3 separate regions of the Sus scrofa genome follow, and regions 1 and 2 are each linked to region 3. A link is a contact called in public Hi-C data. All regions are on one chromosome and are shown on one strand. The core of a region is the stretch at or near the end of the contact, and the rest is flanking DNA. Distances in the headings are between cores, read along the strand shown.

Region 1 (4,696 bases), core at 287-2,786, 51 kb after region 3:
ATACATGTAGATTCATTCAACTTACACCTTTATTTATACTTCAATATAGCCCCTAAATAAGGGGCTATAAGTAGTTCAAAGACACTTAAAAAGAAAGGCTGAAAAGTGAAATTCATGTTTAATTATGTATCTCAAAATATTAAAGAAAACTACCAAGCTTTCCAATGATATTGTTAGTCTACAGTACATTTATGATGTTTAAACAATACCTAAGGATGAGGATCAGTGAAATGGATACCTTAAATACCATTGTGGAACTAGTAAACCATTCTGGGAAGAAATTTGTCAGTATGTATCATGTTCCTATTCTTTGATCCAGCAGTCGTTATTGATATTGACCCTAAAGTCATAATTATAAACGAGTATAGATGTGTGATTAAGGGTGGTAACGATAATATCAAAGATATAAAAAAATTAGCATTAACAGAATAAAGGATGGTACATTCTGAAGGAAAATAATGCAAAGAAATGACCCATGTATTCAGTATAATAACATGGGAAAATACTCAACTGCCATACACCATGATTTTTATGTTTAAAAAAAATCATTTCTGAACATGTCTGTCTCCGCACTTTAGAGGATAAGATACTAAGAAAGAGAAAAGACAGGCAGCATGAAAACTGGCTCTGGCTTCAAATCCCTGTTTCGCTAGCTCTGATTCTGAGCAAAGTTCCTCTCTGCCTCACTAACGTCGGTAATCTAGCTGTAAGATGGGGGAAACCAGAGTACCTATATCATGAAGTGAATGTGTGGACGTTAAAGTACTTAGCGCGCCGCCTAAATAAATTTTACTTATTACGACGTCTTTCTGTATCTGTCAGAGTAGTGGAGAATACAGAAATTAAAATTTAGAAATGTGCTAACTTAGTAAAGCGAGAAGCCCCACCAGACTGCAAACGGTATTTAACCTAACCTGCCAACGCGCCTCAGCAAATACTTGGATTTTGGTTAGGGCCGCGGGACTGTGGTGAGCTGAGGTCTACCTCGCCTTTGGACGCGTAAAAGATGTTCTCGCCACCGAGTGGCGGCCAGGTGGGTTCGACTTTTCCCTGTTCCAGGGTGGTTTTACTCACCCGCGCGCGGCCCGTGCAAAACAGGGACTGAGAGGTGTTTCCCCCCCGCCCCCACCTTGGGCGTCTTGCAAAGCTTGGACCTGTCCCCAAGCCGAGCTGAGCCTATAGAGAAGAGGCGTGGAGAGCGGTGGCGGAGCTCACGTCACAAAGACTACAGTCCCCAGTGGGCCCCGCGAGCTCGAGGAGTCCTGCAGGCAGGATCCGGTGGCCGCGGGGTCTGCAGTTTCTCCTATGCTCGGGCACAGCCTTCCGCCTCTTCTCTGCAACACAGGCAATTACTGGGTGCTGCAGCTTCCCCCCGATTTCCAAAAAGGTGCAGTCGCTGGCGAAAGGGGCCATCCACCCAGGGCTGCGCGGCTCTGACCCAGAGAGCTAACCCGCAAACCGACCCGCCTTGCGCGGGGTGACGAAAGACACGTCGTACGGCGGCCTGCCCGGCCGCGGGGGGCGTGGCCGCGCACGCGCGACGGCGCCCTCGGGCGGGGCTTTGGGCGGCTGCAGCCCGCTGACCGTCCGCCGGTCGCCGGCTCTCCGGGTCCGCCGCAGGGCTTGGAGGGGCGGCGTCGTGGGTGGTTGATGGGGGGGTCCCCTCAACCTCAACCTCAGTCTGTAGTGCAGCCTCAGATACGCCGACGGAGATGGCGCCCTGGATGCGGACGATGGGGGAGAAGCTGAAGCAGCGGTTGAGGCTGGACGTGGGACGCGAGATTTGTCGCCAGTACCCACTGTTCTGCTTCCTGCTGCTGTGCCTCAGCGCCGCCTCCCTGCTCCTCAACAGGTAACGCGGCAGCGCAAGCTAGCTGGGTGGCGGGCAGCTTTCCTCCGAAACTGCGGACTCAGGCCCTGTTGCTTCGCAGTGCGGAGACTGTGGGGCTGCGCAGCTGCGGGAAGTGGGGCGGGCTGCGGGGCCTCTGGGGAGAGAGCGGCCTTGGGGAGCCTGGCTGGGCGCTGGTGCCCGGAAGTGCGGTGGGGCCTGGGCTCAAGGGACCCCTTTTCTAAGGCCTCCCCTCTTCAGCCATCCGGCCCCTATTCTTACCTTCTTTTCACCCATTTCTTAAAAGCTGGGCCTCCAGCATCGATGCTTTTCAGAAGCATGAATCTGTCGGTCGCCGAATTGAGGCCATGAGGGGGCGGTGCCGCCAGCTGATGGAGGAGAGTACAGGGTTCCTTCGCAGTGGAAGTTTTAGACTGACTCTCCTTGCTCTCCCCGCGCGCGCACGCCCACCCACCCACATTGGAGATCACCACCGAGGTTTTCCCCAGTGTTATTGGTTACAATGCACCGTCATAAAGATTTGTTGTATCGAAGAGCGCGAAATAGTAGTAGCATCTCTAGAATATTCCTAAAGGGAAGACTGAGGTTAAAATTGCTAATTTAGTTGACATTTTGAAAGCGCAAGATTCTGCCTCTGAAATAAACTGGTCGATTTCCTTCATTTTGGTGTTTTTAGTAACGGTAGCGATGAAATAGGTGGTAGAGGAGACGTGTTCCTTCAGAATTATTTCCACATTTGCTCTTGGTGGTTAAGAAATCTGAGACAGTTAGTTGTCAGCGACAGCACCTGCACGATGTTTTTCAGATTTCGAACGGCAGCCATCCTTACTCTTTATCTGGACTTAGTTGATCCCCCAAGGTTGGGAACGGGGAAGCATTCACAAGAAATATGGTAATTTTGCTCTGGGATAACCATTTCCTGTTCCTGTGTGGAAGTTGGGTTTCTTCCCCGGCCTCTTCGCTTTCTTTCTTTTCTTTTTTTCCGCCATTTAGCCCGTGGCATAATGGAAGTTTCCAGGCTACGGTCGAAATGGAGCTGCAGCTGCCGGCCTGCACCACAGCCACAGCAACGCGGGATTCCAGCCGTGCCTGCAACCTACACCGCAGCTCATGGCAACGCCGGATCCTTTAACCCACTGAGCGAGGCCCGGGATGGAACCCGCCTCCTCATGGTTACCAGTCGGGTTTGTTACCACTGAGCCATGTCGGGAACTCCCCGCTTTACTTTCATGTTGTTTCTGGGTTTATATAGTACTGGATTTAAAGAGCGATTATTGATATTTTACTGGAAAATGTAGTTTGTGATGGTAAAATGTTTGATTTTAAGGGTGTGGAAGGCGTGGTGGAATTAGAATAGAAACTATTAAGTCCTTAACCAGTTTTGTCATCTGGAAGGCATTTCACGCCGGATTAGCAGGTTTAGTACGAAAGACATGTAAACTTTATAGGATTGTTACCTTTTGTTCAGGGATTCTTATCCATCTTCTTTGGGAGCTGGATCAGTCTAGGTCTCCAGGGTAGCACAGCTGTGTGGGAGCAGGTTGAACTAAATTTCTGAGGTCACCTGCTTAATTATAGCATCCAGTGTTATGTGTTGTTAAGGAGTCATGGGATAGCGTCAGATCTGTATAACATCTGGTCTCTGTACCCTGTATTTGTATTATGCAAAGAAAGAAGGAAATCACACATAAGTGCTATCTCTGGGTGGTTGCGTGTATGAATAGAATTGTTTTTGCATACATGGCATGTCTATTCAGAAATTAATAGTGCATTCCTTCAACAAAATCATTTTTTTAAAAATGATTTTTATTTTTTCCATTATAGTTGGTTTACAGTGTTCTATACAGGCATTTCATCAGCTAATTTTTAGAAGTTATTTTAAAATAAATTTTCTGTTTAAAAACCTCCCATGGTTAGTATGGAGATTTGAAGCTCTTCTGTATGGTTAAATTTAGAATAAAACTTTCTTTTTTTTTGATGTTTAGAAATATTTATTTATTTATTTTATTCCTCAAATGAATTTATCACTTCTGTATTTGTATAATGATCATCACAATCCAATTTCACAGGATTTCCATCCCACAACCCAAGCACATTCCCCCCATCCTCCAAACTGTCTCCTCAGGAGACCGAAAGTTTTTCAATGTCTATGACTCCTCATCTGTTCTGCAAAGAAGTTCAGTCTGTCCTTTTTCCAGATCCCACATGTCAGGGAAAGAATGTGATGTTGGTGTCTCATTGTATGGCTGCCTTCACTTAGCATGATAATTTCTAAGTCCATCCATGTTGCTAAAAATGCTGGTATTTCGTTCCTTTTAATGGCTGAGTCTTATTCCATTGCGTATATGTGTACCACATCTTTTTGATCCACTCCTCTGTCAATGGACATTTAGGTTGTTTCCATGTCTTGGCTATTGCAAATAGTGCTGCAATGAACATCGGAGTACATGTGTCTTTGTGAGTCATGGTTTTCTCTGGATAGAATAAAACTTTCTTTGAAATTAATTTTTTCTCTTACTGTCTTAAAACCTTAGCTCCTAAAGATCTCTCAGGGTGTTATCTAGCATGTAAATTTTTCTTTCAATATGCATTAAAATGATGAGTTTTATCTGTGGCAAGATAAATGGATATAACCTTTGGACCATTGTAACTGATGTGTGAGAAGAGTAGAGTAACGTACTTTATATATTTCAAATTATTTATGATATGACCTTTACAGTATTGTTCAGATAAATTAGTATAGATGTAATTATATAGATTTATTTGCTAATCATAGGATTGCATATTTGAGTGTTATAATAAGGAATATTTTAAGTTAATACCTCTATTAATAATAATAGTGGGAGT
Region 2 (4,927 bases), core at 1,570-4,069, 35 kb before region 3:
CTAGTATCCACGAGGACATGGGTTCCATCCCTGGCCTAGCTCAGTGGGTCAAGGATCCAGTATTGCCCTGAGCTATGGAACAGGTTGCAGATGTAGCTCAGATTTGGTGTTGCTATTGCTGTGATGTAGGCCAACAGCTGCAGCTCTGATTTGACCCCTAGCCTGGGAACCTCCCTATGCTGAGGGGGTGGCCCTTTAAAAAAAAAAAGAAAGGCAAGATAGTAATAGCAAAGATGGTAATAGTTCAATTTCAATTGTGTGATAATGGCCATCCCATAAGAGCGATGCACATATTTGTAAATTAGCAAAACACACCAAAATATAATCATGACCCAACCATTTTATGGGAGTGGAAACAAGGTGGGAAAAATTAAGCAATATCTATCACAAATTTAAGTGTACATAATCTTTGACACACTTCTAAAAATTGATCTTGCAGATCTTCCCACCAGCTCACTATGCTATACCTATAAATCACTTTGGCACTATTTGAAATACTAAAAAGCTGGAAAACTATGAAATTATGACAAATCCAACTAAACACTATGCAGGCCATAGACAAGAAGGTCATCCCTATGTTCTGATATGGAACGATGTCCATGATATTTAGGAGGAGGCAAAGCAAGTTGCAGAAAAGGACACAGATCCTATTTGTATTTGATAAAATATGCACACACATTTATATGTGCATAGAAAGTTGCCAAAACTGTTAATATCAGTTACTATTAACAGCAGAGAGAAGATTCCCAGTGATATGAAAAGAAACTTTTACTTTGCCTTTTTTTTTTTTCCTTTTTACAGCCGCACCTGCGACACACCCAGGTTCTCGGGCTAGGGGTTGAATGGGAGCTGCAACTGAGGCCAACTACATCAAAGGTAACATCCACAGCAACAGCTCCCAGCCCCATCTGTCACCCTTAGGCAGCATGCGGCAGCATAGGTATCTTAACCCACTGAGCAAGGGGATTGAACCTGCATTCTGAGACAGCATTAGTACCGCTGAACCACAACGGGATTTCCTACTTTGCTTTTTTTATGTAATATTTTAGTTTTTTAAATATGAGCAATATGCAAATTTACATTGTACATTACAAAACAATATTTTCAGCATAATGCCCAGCCAAGTAAACACTGCATCACTTAGGTTCCTGTTACAGACATTTGCTATTCACATCTGGAATTTGGTCTTCATTTTAATTTTCTAAAAAGCCACCGCCTACATTTATTCATTCATTCATTCCACCAATAGTTACCGACAATCACCTTAAGGCAGAACAATAAAGAGCGGTGCACCAAGCGAGGACAATAAACAAACGCACACGTCCATAATAATGAGTAGTAAGTGCTATGAAGACGTGAATTTTCAAATGCTGAAATGTTCAAATGCTTGTTCCCATGTGCGCATATATGTACACATATTTATCCACACACACTAATTAATGCAACCGTTGCTACTGAATTAATGTATCGTTTGGATAAAGTATTCTAGGAAATTTCTCAAATTACTCTTTCTCCTGCATTCATGATAACGAATTTAGTATGATAAAAGAAGTTAAATAGCAAAGCTTTTGGTTGTATGGATTTAGGAAAATCGCTTAGCTACTTCAGGCGTCAGTTTAGTTCTCTGGCAAACGGAGGATTTACCTCTCGGGTCTGCTAATCTCTGTGCTGATCAGAGCGTAACAGCAGCGCCGGGCACCCGGGCACCCGGCAGCGTGGGGGTGGGGCGGGCCCCGACAGACCGCAGCTCGACCGCTTGCAGCGCAGCCGGCCGGCTCTCCAGAAAGGCAGCCTTCTCACTGTGGACGGGAGGAGAAACGCGGCGCTATCGCCAACTATTTCCAACTGAGCAGTTCGGCCCTCCAATTTCTCTTTACGGGCGTGCAGCGATTCCTGAGCGTCAGTTCCCCCAAGGCGTCTGCCAACCAGCTAGCGCGACTTCTCGAATGGGTCACAGACTGGGCCGTCCCGCGCCGCAAAACTCTAGTCCACTCCTGACCCCGAGCCGCCCCATCCGCCCGGGGCGTACTTGGCTCGAGCTAGGCGGCAGCTTCGCCTCCAAAGGCGACTGTTCGTTTGAATTCTGGCGCCACTCCCGCGCCACGTAGAGCCAGACGAGGAAGCTACTAAGCGCGGCGCGCGCGGGCGCGCGCCGGGGACTGAGCGTGCGCGCCGCAGAAGGACGGCGCGCGCACCACGCCCCGAAACGAGCCCACGAAAGAAAAGAGCCCCCTGGCGCGCTCTCGCTCACTAGGTCAGAAACCGGCCACGCCCCCGTGCTCTCCCGCATCCAATAGATGCGAGAGGGAGGAGCGGCCTCGCTCTGGCTAGGGAGAGACTATATAGGGAACTGCTGGATGCGTGGGTCGGTCTTTTACGTCGGGACTCAAGGGTTTGTTAGGTTGTGCTAGGTAAGTAGGCGCCGCGGGCGGTTGTCCGAGCGAACCTGGGTGGCGCAGTTTAGGTTGTGGGGCTGCAGTACGGTTGAAGAGGCTTCAGAAATTTGAACTTAAGAGTGCTGTGTTGAAAACTTGCACGTGGGAAACATGCCACCAGACCGCCACGTGTCCATAGTCGTGGTGGTGGCCGGCTTCGAGTTTATGCGTGCGGAGGCCGCCTCTGGTGGCCGCGGCGTTGCGCGCGGCCTTGTTGCTAAGCCCGGGGAGCTAGCTGGCTCAACTTAAACGACTGCCGGAAAGCAACCATATCCCTGGGATTTGGGGCTAGGGGTTAGTGTTGACGTTAAGAGCAAAACGCCTTGTTGATAGGGTGTCCGTCCCACCACCAGATCCAACGGAGATTTCAAGATCCGCAGCCCCTAACTACGTGGGGCTGAGCTGTATTGTCCCCAGGCGGCGCTGTGTGCAAATCGTATTGAAGGAGAGGATTTTAGTGCTGAAATTCTCCGAGACTACTTAATTTTAAATATATTGATTTGCCCCGCAGGAGCGATGGCTCTCGGTGTAACGGAGCTCTTAAGTGAAGATGCTGAGGTAAGTATTGTTGAACTTAGTTTTTAGAACTGAGAAAGTAAACCTCTTGTTGACAGGAGAAGCGGTGGTACACTATTTGAAATGGTACGTTTTTTTTTTTTTTTTTAGAGGAAAAGGAAGAGTGCAAAACATAGGGGAGAATGTTTGCTGGAAAACGACATGGTTAAAACCTAATGATCTTAGCAGGTATGTGTTTAACTAGTATTTTGAGTCTGCATATGCTTTTTCCATAGACAGGTTAAATGAGTTTTGGGTTTTTTTTCTTGTGCTCAAAACAGCATCCTGCAGGTTGTTGATTGCTAATGAAGTTATGGATATCTCTGATGGCAGCGTCATTCTGAAGTAAGTTATGTGGCTTACAACATCTATAGTATTTCTAACGTACTTTTAATGTTGCTTTGGTTTATGGTAAATCACTGGTAGTGCTTTGGTCTGATCAATGATGAAACCTATCCCGAAGCTGATTACCTGAAGAAAAAAAAGCACATACGGATTCGGCTTCTGAGATAAGACCAATGTGCAGATGTGAAGTTATTGGTGCCTGGATTTTATAATTTGAGAAGTTTGTTACATTGTGTCTTTTTTTTTTTTTCCCCTCTGCCAACAGTGAGGGGTCGCTGTCTGCCTATTGAAAGAGGCCAGATTGCTGTGAAGTTCCTGAGATATTTCTGTGAGTAGACATACTTTTCTTGACAGTCAACATTATGTCCTTGGTCTGTCTATGATGATCCTATCCCGAACCTGAATTTCTGTTGAAAAACCTTATACGGATCTGGCTTCTGAGATAGACCATTATAAGGACAATAAATAGTACTTTGTGAAATACTTTCTTCTTTTTTTTTTTTTTTTTAAGTTTTCTTTATGTTTATAGTCTTGTAAAGCTAAAGTGTTTTTCCTTTTCTAGGGCTAATGCCACAAGATTTACCGGTATGTCGTGTAAAAAACTAAGGAAAAGCTCTTCATTTTATGGATATGGAAAGAAAAATCAAGATGGATTATATTTTTTTTAATTATCCAGTCTTTAATTAGTTAAGTAAAACTAGTTAAACTTTTTAAAATCAATTTTGAATGAATACCCTTTGGTTACAAGCTGTTTGAATGTAAAATGCGTCATGGTGATTATAGCCAAATGAAGGTTTTTACTATTATAGAAAGTTATTAAGATGAGAGCAGAGTGGACAGAACATATTCCTGGGATTGGGCTGGAAAGAAAGCCCACCATCAATAATCATTACTGGCTGAATTATGGAATATTTAGTCTTAGTGTAACAGTATTGTGTATTTATTTATGGTATTAAGGTGTTTATTCTGAAAACGAAGAAAGCACAATATAGCAAGTCATGAGGAAGGTCACTGATGAAATGTAGTTTAAAATTGTACAGACATCCTGAATGAATTTAAGTGTTAAGTAATTAATACCATCTGATGTAACCAAGGTGGTTGGGCCCCATGCATAATCATTTTCCCTAAATAGCTACATGAATAAATTTTTCCCAATCCAAGTAAGAATGCCAATATTTATAGTCATCATTAATAAACCTAAAATTTCCTTAGTGAAAATTTGGATCCCACGCATGCAGCTCAGGGAGAGGTTTATGAAACTGATAAGGCTGTAGTTGAATACTTTCCCAAGTATCAAAACAGTATACAAAATAGCATCTCTGGGAATGTTTCCTTGGCAGCCATAAACTACCCATGTGTTGCATTTATTACATGTATTTAACATTGCAGTCTACGCTCTTATGACTGATCTCCCTTACCCTGCTTTATTTGGAATATATATTCTAGAAGACCTGTTTCAAACACAGACATCCTAAGTACATAGAAACCTTAAATATCTGGCTCTTGGTTAGAACAAAGAATGGATGGTAATTTTACCCAAAAAATATAGTGATCAAAGATAAATTGGTACCCACACAAAACTTTAAGGGGAA
Region 3 (4,870 bases), core at 179-2,678:
AGTTGATCCCTAGGAAGGTCTAAATAAAAAGTGTTGGTTAGTTCAAATCTATTATTTTTCGGAGTTCCCGTCGTGGCGCAGTGGTTAACGAATCCGACTAGAAACCATGAGGTTGCGGGTTCGGTCCCTGCCCTTGCTCAGTGGGTTAACGATCCGGCGTTGCCATGAGATCCCGAGTTGCTGTGGCTCTGGCGTAGGCCGGTGGCTACAGCTCTGATTCAACCCCTAGCCTGGGAACCTCCATATGCCGCGGGAGCGGCCCAAGAAATAGCAACAACAACAACAAAAATCTATTATTTTCATTATTTAATTTATAGGATTACCCACTTTTATGCCACGAAACTCCAGTAGTAAGGGATTTCAGATAATGGAAAGCTCAGATCTTTGCTAAATAGATTGATTGGATAGATAGTCAAAATATTTCAAAAATTTTATATCTTGATCCAGTTACCTATAAAATAATCTGGCATATTGTGTGCTTAAGCACTTTGAAGAGTATTCATCTAACTTTTCCTTGAACCACTGATTTTCTGTCATAGCATAGAGACTGTTTAGGGAAACAGTGAGCTTTAAAAATAAACCTGATTTTTAATTAAAAGGACACTATTCCTTTTTTTATTACAGCTGCATTATAAAATTAGTATCCATACCGCGTCTGAAATTCAAACGTCTTTGTCTTGTCTTTCTTGTACCTAGTATACCGTTACAAAAGAAATATCACTTCAGTTAGGATTTTTTTCCTCCTTTTTTTTTTAAACTTTAGTATAGTTGATTTCCAATGTTCTGTCAATTCCTGCTATAATGACCCAGTTATACATACATACATACATTGTTTTTCTCACTTTATCCTCCATCGTGTTCCATCACAAGTGATTGGATATAGTTCCCTGAAGTTAAAATTTAATTGCTAAGATTTTTGAAAAGAAATACAGATGTGTTCTTCACACTTGTCCTAACCACTGAGCTTTGTGAGGCGTCAAGTTGCTCAAACTGTGCTACAAGGAAGCCCTTTACTGCTCAAAAGGCCAGGGACCGAAACGGAGTACTGCACAACTCTTCATCACCCCTGGTTTGGCTTCCAAATGTGGCTTTCCTATCATCCCAAAGCGGGAGCCGCTCCTCGCTCCACTAGAGCCAGTCTGTTCCCCCTCAAAAGCAGCCGGGGTTTCCTCGTCTGAGCTTTGGGCGCCCCTCCTTCTGTCCAAGGTTCCCGTGGAAGAGCCACGCGGGCGCAGGGCCCCGGGAGTCCCCATTGTCCAGCCAGGGAGACCCAGTCTCCCCTAGAGGAACTCCTGCACTGGAGTCGGGCCGGACAGGTTGACCAAAGGTCCCCGGGTCTCCGCGCCGCTCCCCTCCCCCGTCGCCCCATTGTCTGTCTCGCCCCGCCCCGGGGGACACGTGCGCCTGCAGCTTCCCGAGCTAGGAGAGCGCGGGGCGGCGGCGGCGTGGACACCGCCTGGAACGGCTACGCGGCCGCCGCGCCGGGGGTGGGGGCCGGGCGCGCACGGACCGGTGGGTATCCTATGGGGAACTGCGGTCGCATCCCGTGCCCCCTGCCCCGGTTCCCGGCCGGCCCGGGACGGGGCGGGGGGTGGGGCAAGCGGGAGCTCGATGGGGGTGGCGTGCGCGTGGTGCCGCGATGGGGGTGGGGTGGGGCGGGGTGGGGAGATGCCTGTCTCCTGACAAAGGAGAACGAGTGGGACATGCTGAGCCGGCCCGCCCCGCCCCGCCCGGAGGGGAGCGGGAGGGGGAGTGTCGGGAGGGAAGGGGCGGGCCTTTCATTCACTCCCGGCCCCTCCGCCGCCGGAGCGGAAGGGCGGGGTCTCGCGCCCCCCCGCCCCCCCGGGTGGTGAAGAGCGAGGGAGGTGGTGGGGCGTGAGGGCGGAGCCCGAGGGCGCGCATCCTGAAGCGCAGGCTACGTCGTCACGTCAGCGCGGGAGAGAGAAAGAGAGGAGCCTACTCGGCAGGGCCTGGGGAACGGGGTTGTGAGAGCGAGGGAGGGAGCAAGCGAGCGTGCGAGCGTGGAGGGGAAGGGCGGCCACTCGTGCTTGAGCGGCTGCGGACGGCAGTGGGGGAGAAGAGCAGGGAGGGCAAGAAGCAAGGCCTAGAGAAGAAGGCGGACAGAGGCTTGTGGTGGTGGAAGAAGGAGAAGGAGGAGCTGGAGGAGGGCAGGGGCTGAGGGAGTGAGTGAGAGAAGCGGACGCGCGAGGGAGGGGAGGGGAGGGAAGGGGGGGTCACGCGGAGGCGCGCGCGCGCACCGGGAGCGCGCTCGGAGGCGAGTGGAACTGGATCGGGTTTGCTGCCAGCGGCGTGAGCTTCGGCCGCCATTTTACAACAGCTCCACTCGCGCCGGACACAGGGAGCAGCGAGCACACGTTGCCCGCAACCGGATCTCCTCGGACAGGATTCCTCCGCCGCAGCCCAACGGGGAGGTAACGACCGCCGGGACCCGGGTCTGGGGGGGAGCTCCGTGACATTGTGGAGTGAGCTGGGGGAGGGCGGTGCGGGGAGAAACCGGCTTTTCTGGAAAATGGATTCCAAGGGAGAGAGGAGCACGTTGACTGGGTTGCTTGGGAGTAGGCCGCGGTCCGCGCCGCCACTTCCTCCTCCCCTCCATGTGCTGCCGCCGTTCGGGCTTTGTCTGCGGCGCTCCTGGGAGGAGGCGGCCCCGTGGCCCGCGCGGACCGCGAGTGGCGGCGGAGTTGGTGCTGTCGTGGCCGTCGCCGCGGCACGGGAGTGGGCGGAGAGGAGCCGATCCCGTCCCGTGGCCGCGCGGCGGGCCTGGGTGGTGTTCGGGGTCCGGCGGGCGTTGGGCAGTTCGCGGAACGCCCTCACGCCGCAGGCTTGCCGGCTCCGGCTCAGGGGTGGCACCGCCAGCCCCCGCACCGCAGTCACTGCCAGGACCCACGATGGGTAGGGGCTCGCGCCACGGCTCACATCTCGGCGGGGCGGCCGGGGTGGCCGGCGCCCGGGGCAGAGAGAGCCATGTGTCACGGCCGAGACGGCGGCGCTGGGGGGCGGGGAGAGCCCGTGGCCTGGCGCCGCCGCGGCCTCGGTGTCCGCGAGGGGCGAGCTTGTGCTGCTGCTGCTTGCTGGGGGCTCCGACCGCGGCTTTGGGTTGATGTTGGGAGCCGGAGACGGTCGTCTTGGCCTGGGACTCGGTGGGTTTCCGTTGAAGGAAGTTGTAGGACATCTGAAGGCGCAGAGCACGTGTTTCTAATGGGCTCCCGGTGGCCGCAGCGGTGAGGCTGCCGCACGGGGTGCGGAGTCGGGGGCGGGCTTTGGGGTGCGGGGGTGAAGGGTGGAGAAACTGGGAGGTGGGAAGGTGGCTTGTGTGAGCGCTTTGTTCTTCGCTGGCTGTTGTTACTGATCTTTAAGCGGCAGGCGGGAAAAGCGCGCACTTTGGGGGTTTACCTTTGAGAGGGAAAAGCCCAGTTTTGCTTGCTCCACACACACACCTCATTTTCTGTACGGGCAAAGCTGCATGTGGCACACTGGCTCGTCCTCTTGCTGGTTGGGCTCCATTTGTAATGTGGTTTTTCCTAGGGAGTGTTAGCAGGTGAGTCAGGGGTGGTGCTAAGGAAAAACGTAGTGGATCCATCCTTGTGTGCCCGGCGCTCCAAATCTGGCTTGTCAGGCGACAGTGAGTTTAAAGTAAGGCCTCTTTAAAGGGAAGTGCAGACTGGTTGGTGTAGAAATTGGTAGAGAAAGTAAAGATTGGGGCTCTCATATTGTCCTCTACCCTTTTTGAAGATCCTAGTTTAATTTTGCTTATTGCGTTTGAACAGATCTCTGGAAACATGGCTACAGAACATGTTAATGGAAATGGTACTGAAGAGCCCATGGATACTACTTCTGCAGTTATCCATTCAGAAAATTTTCAGACATTGCTTGATGCTGGTTTACCACAGAAAGTTGCTGAAAAACTAGATGAAATTTACGTTGCAGGTAAGAACTAACACTTGCAAAATTATGAGATTTTTCTATTGGATTTCTGGCTTTGAGCTAAAATAGCAACTTTTTGTGGTTTCCAATAAGTGTGGGACCTGGAGTTTTGCCTTGTTGTGATGGTTGTGAACTAGAGGTTAAGGTGTAAAGAGGGAGGGAAGAAGAAAAGGCTAGGAGGTAAAGGCTGGCTGGCCAGATGGATAAGTATATGATGGTAGTAACAGCTGCTAAATGTTGGGAGCAGGACATGTGACTTTTTGGGGGTATTTTTATAGTAGGATTCTGGTTAAATAACTTGGTAACTGTAGACTTGTCTGTCTTTCTCCGTGTGGCTCTTGCTTTTTTAGTGGTATTTGAATTGAGTAGAGGTTCAGTTGTCATGCTTGGTACTTTGCTGGTTGATTTTAGAATTTGTAAGCTTACATATTTACTGTAGAAATACTTAGTGTTCAGAACTATCTGACTTAGATACAGAACAAGATAAAAAGGTTGATTCATTATTGTAAGTGTGGTTGAGAGGCCTCATTTAGTTCCTAATGCAGTTCAGAACGGTTAAGGTATTTGTGCTCTTCATTATATAGATGATAAGAGGAATGGAAGAATTCTTAGTTGGCACCCGTGTGGCAAACATGGTCTTTAAAAACATCAGCAGCACCCTTCCAAAATATTAAAAGTTGACAACTAATTAGGTTTTCTCTTCTCCAGGGCTGGTTGCACATAGCGATTTAGATGAAAGAGCTATCGAAGCTTTAAAAGAATTCAATGAAGACGGCGCATTGGCAGTTCTTCAGCAGTTTAAAGACAGTGATCTCTCTCATGTTCAGGTAATGTTAACTTAGTGTCAGTGTAAAAAGAATAAAAAATGAGTAGTTTCGTTTAAATTTTATTTAATTATATACAGATAAGACACCTATTGTTAAAT

The links. A called contact is a pair of places that touch in the nucleus more often than the background predicts.
Region 1: a contact with region 3 is called in a Hi-C map of skeletal muscle, with 5 times the contacts expected there. The contact joins the promoter of SNX14 here to the promoter of SYNCRIP in region 3. A contact is called at or near these places in 1 of 5 promoter capture datasets (liver), 9 of 47 Hi-C or Micro-C datasets (adipocytes, blood, embryonic fibroblasts and 5 more) and 2 of 2 datasets of contacts at active chromatin or transcription factors (alveolar macrophages and skeletal muscle).
Region 2: a contact with region 3 is called in a Hi-C map of skeletal muscle, with 4 times the contacts expected there. The contact joins the enhancer-like site here to the promoter of SYNCRIP in region 3. A contact is called at or near these places in 2 of 5 promoter capture datasets (fetal liver and liver), 23 of 47 Hi-C or Micro-C datasets (alveolar macrophages, blood, brain and 13 more) and 2 of 2 datasets of contacts at active chromatin or transcription factors (alveolar macrophages and skeletal muscle).

What each region holds. Positions count from the first base shown.
Region 1 is chr1:54,544,044-54,548,739 of Sscrofa11.1, reverse strand. It overlaps SNX14 (sorting nexin-14), which reads left to right and starts at 1,536. Exons shown (of 31, transcript XM_001927319.7): 1 at 1,536-1,852. The coding sequence starts at 1,713.
Region 2 is chr1:54,631,098-54,636,024 of Sscrofa11.1, reverse strand. No RefSeq gene overlaps it. Among named protein-coding and RNA genes, the nearest start is that of SYNCRIP, 35 kb to the right of the region's middle. Within about 2 kb of position 2,819, at least 74 of the 83 cell types and tissues checked have an H3K27ac peak or open chromatin away from gene starts, as enhancers often do. A contact at or near this core is called in alveolar macrophages, brain, embryonic fibroblasts and 8 more, where this site is marked.
Region 3 is chr1:54,594,964-54,599,833 of Sscrofa11.1, reverse strand. SYNCRIP (heterogeneous nuclear ribonucleoprotein Q) reads left to right here and starts at 1,428. Exons shown (of 12, transcript XM_021089679.1): 1 at 1,428-1,512; 2 at 3,789-3,948; 3 at 4,654-4,772. The coding sequence starts at 3,801.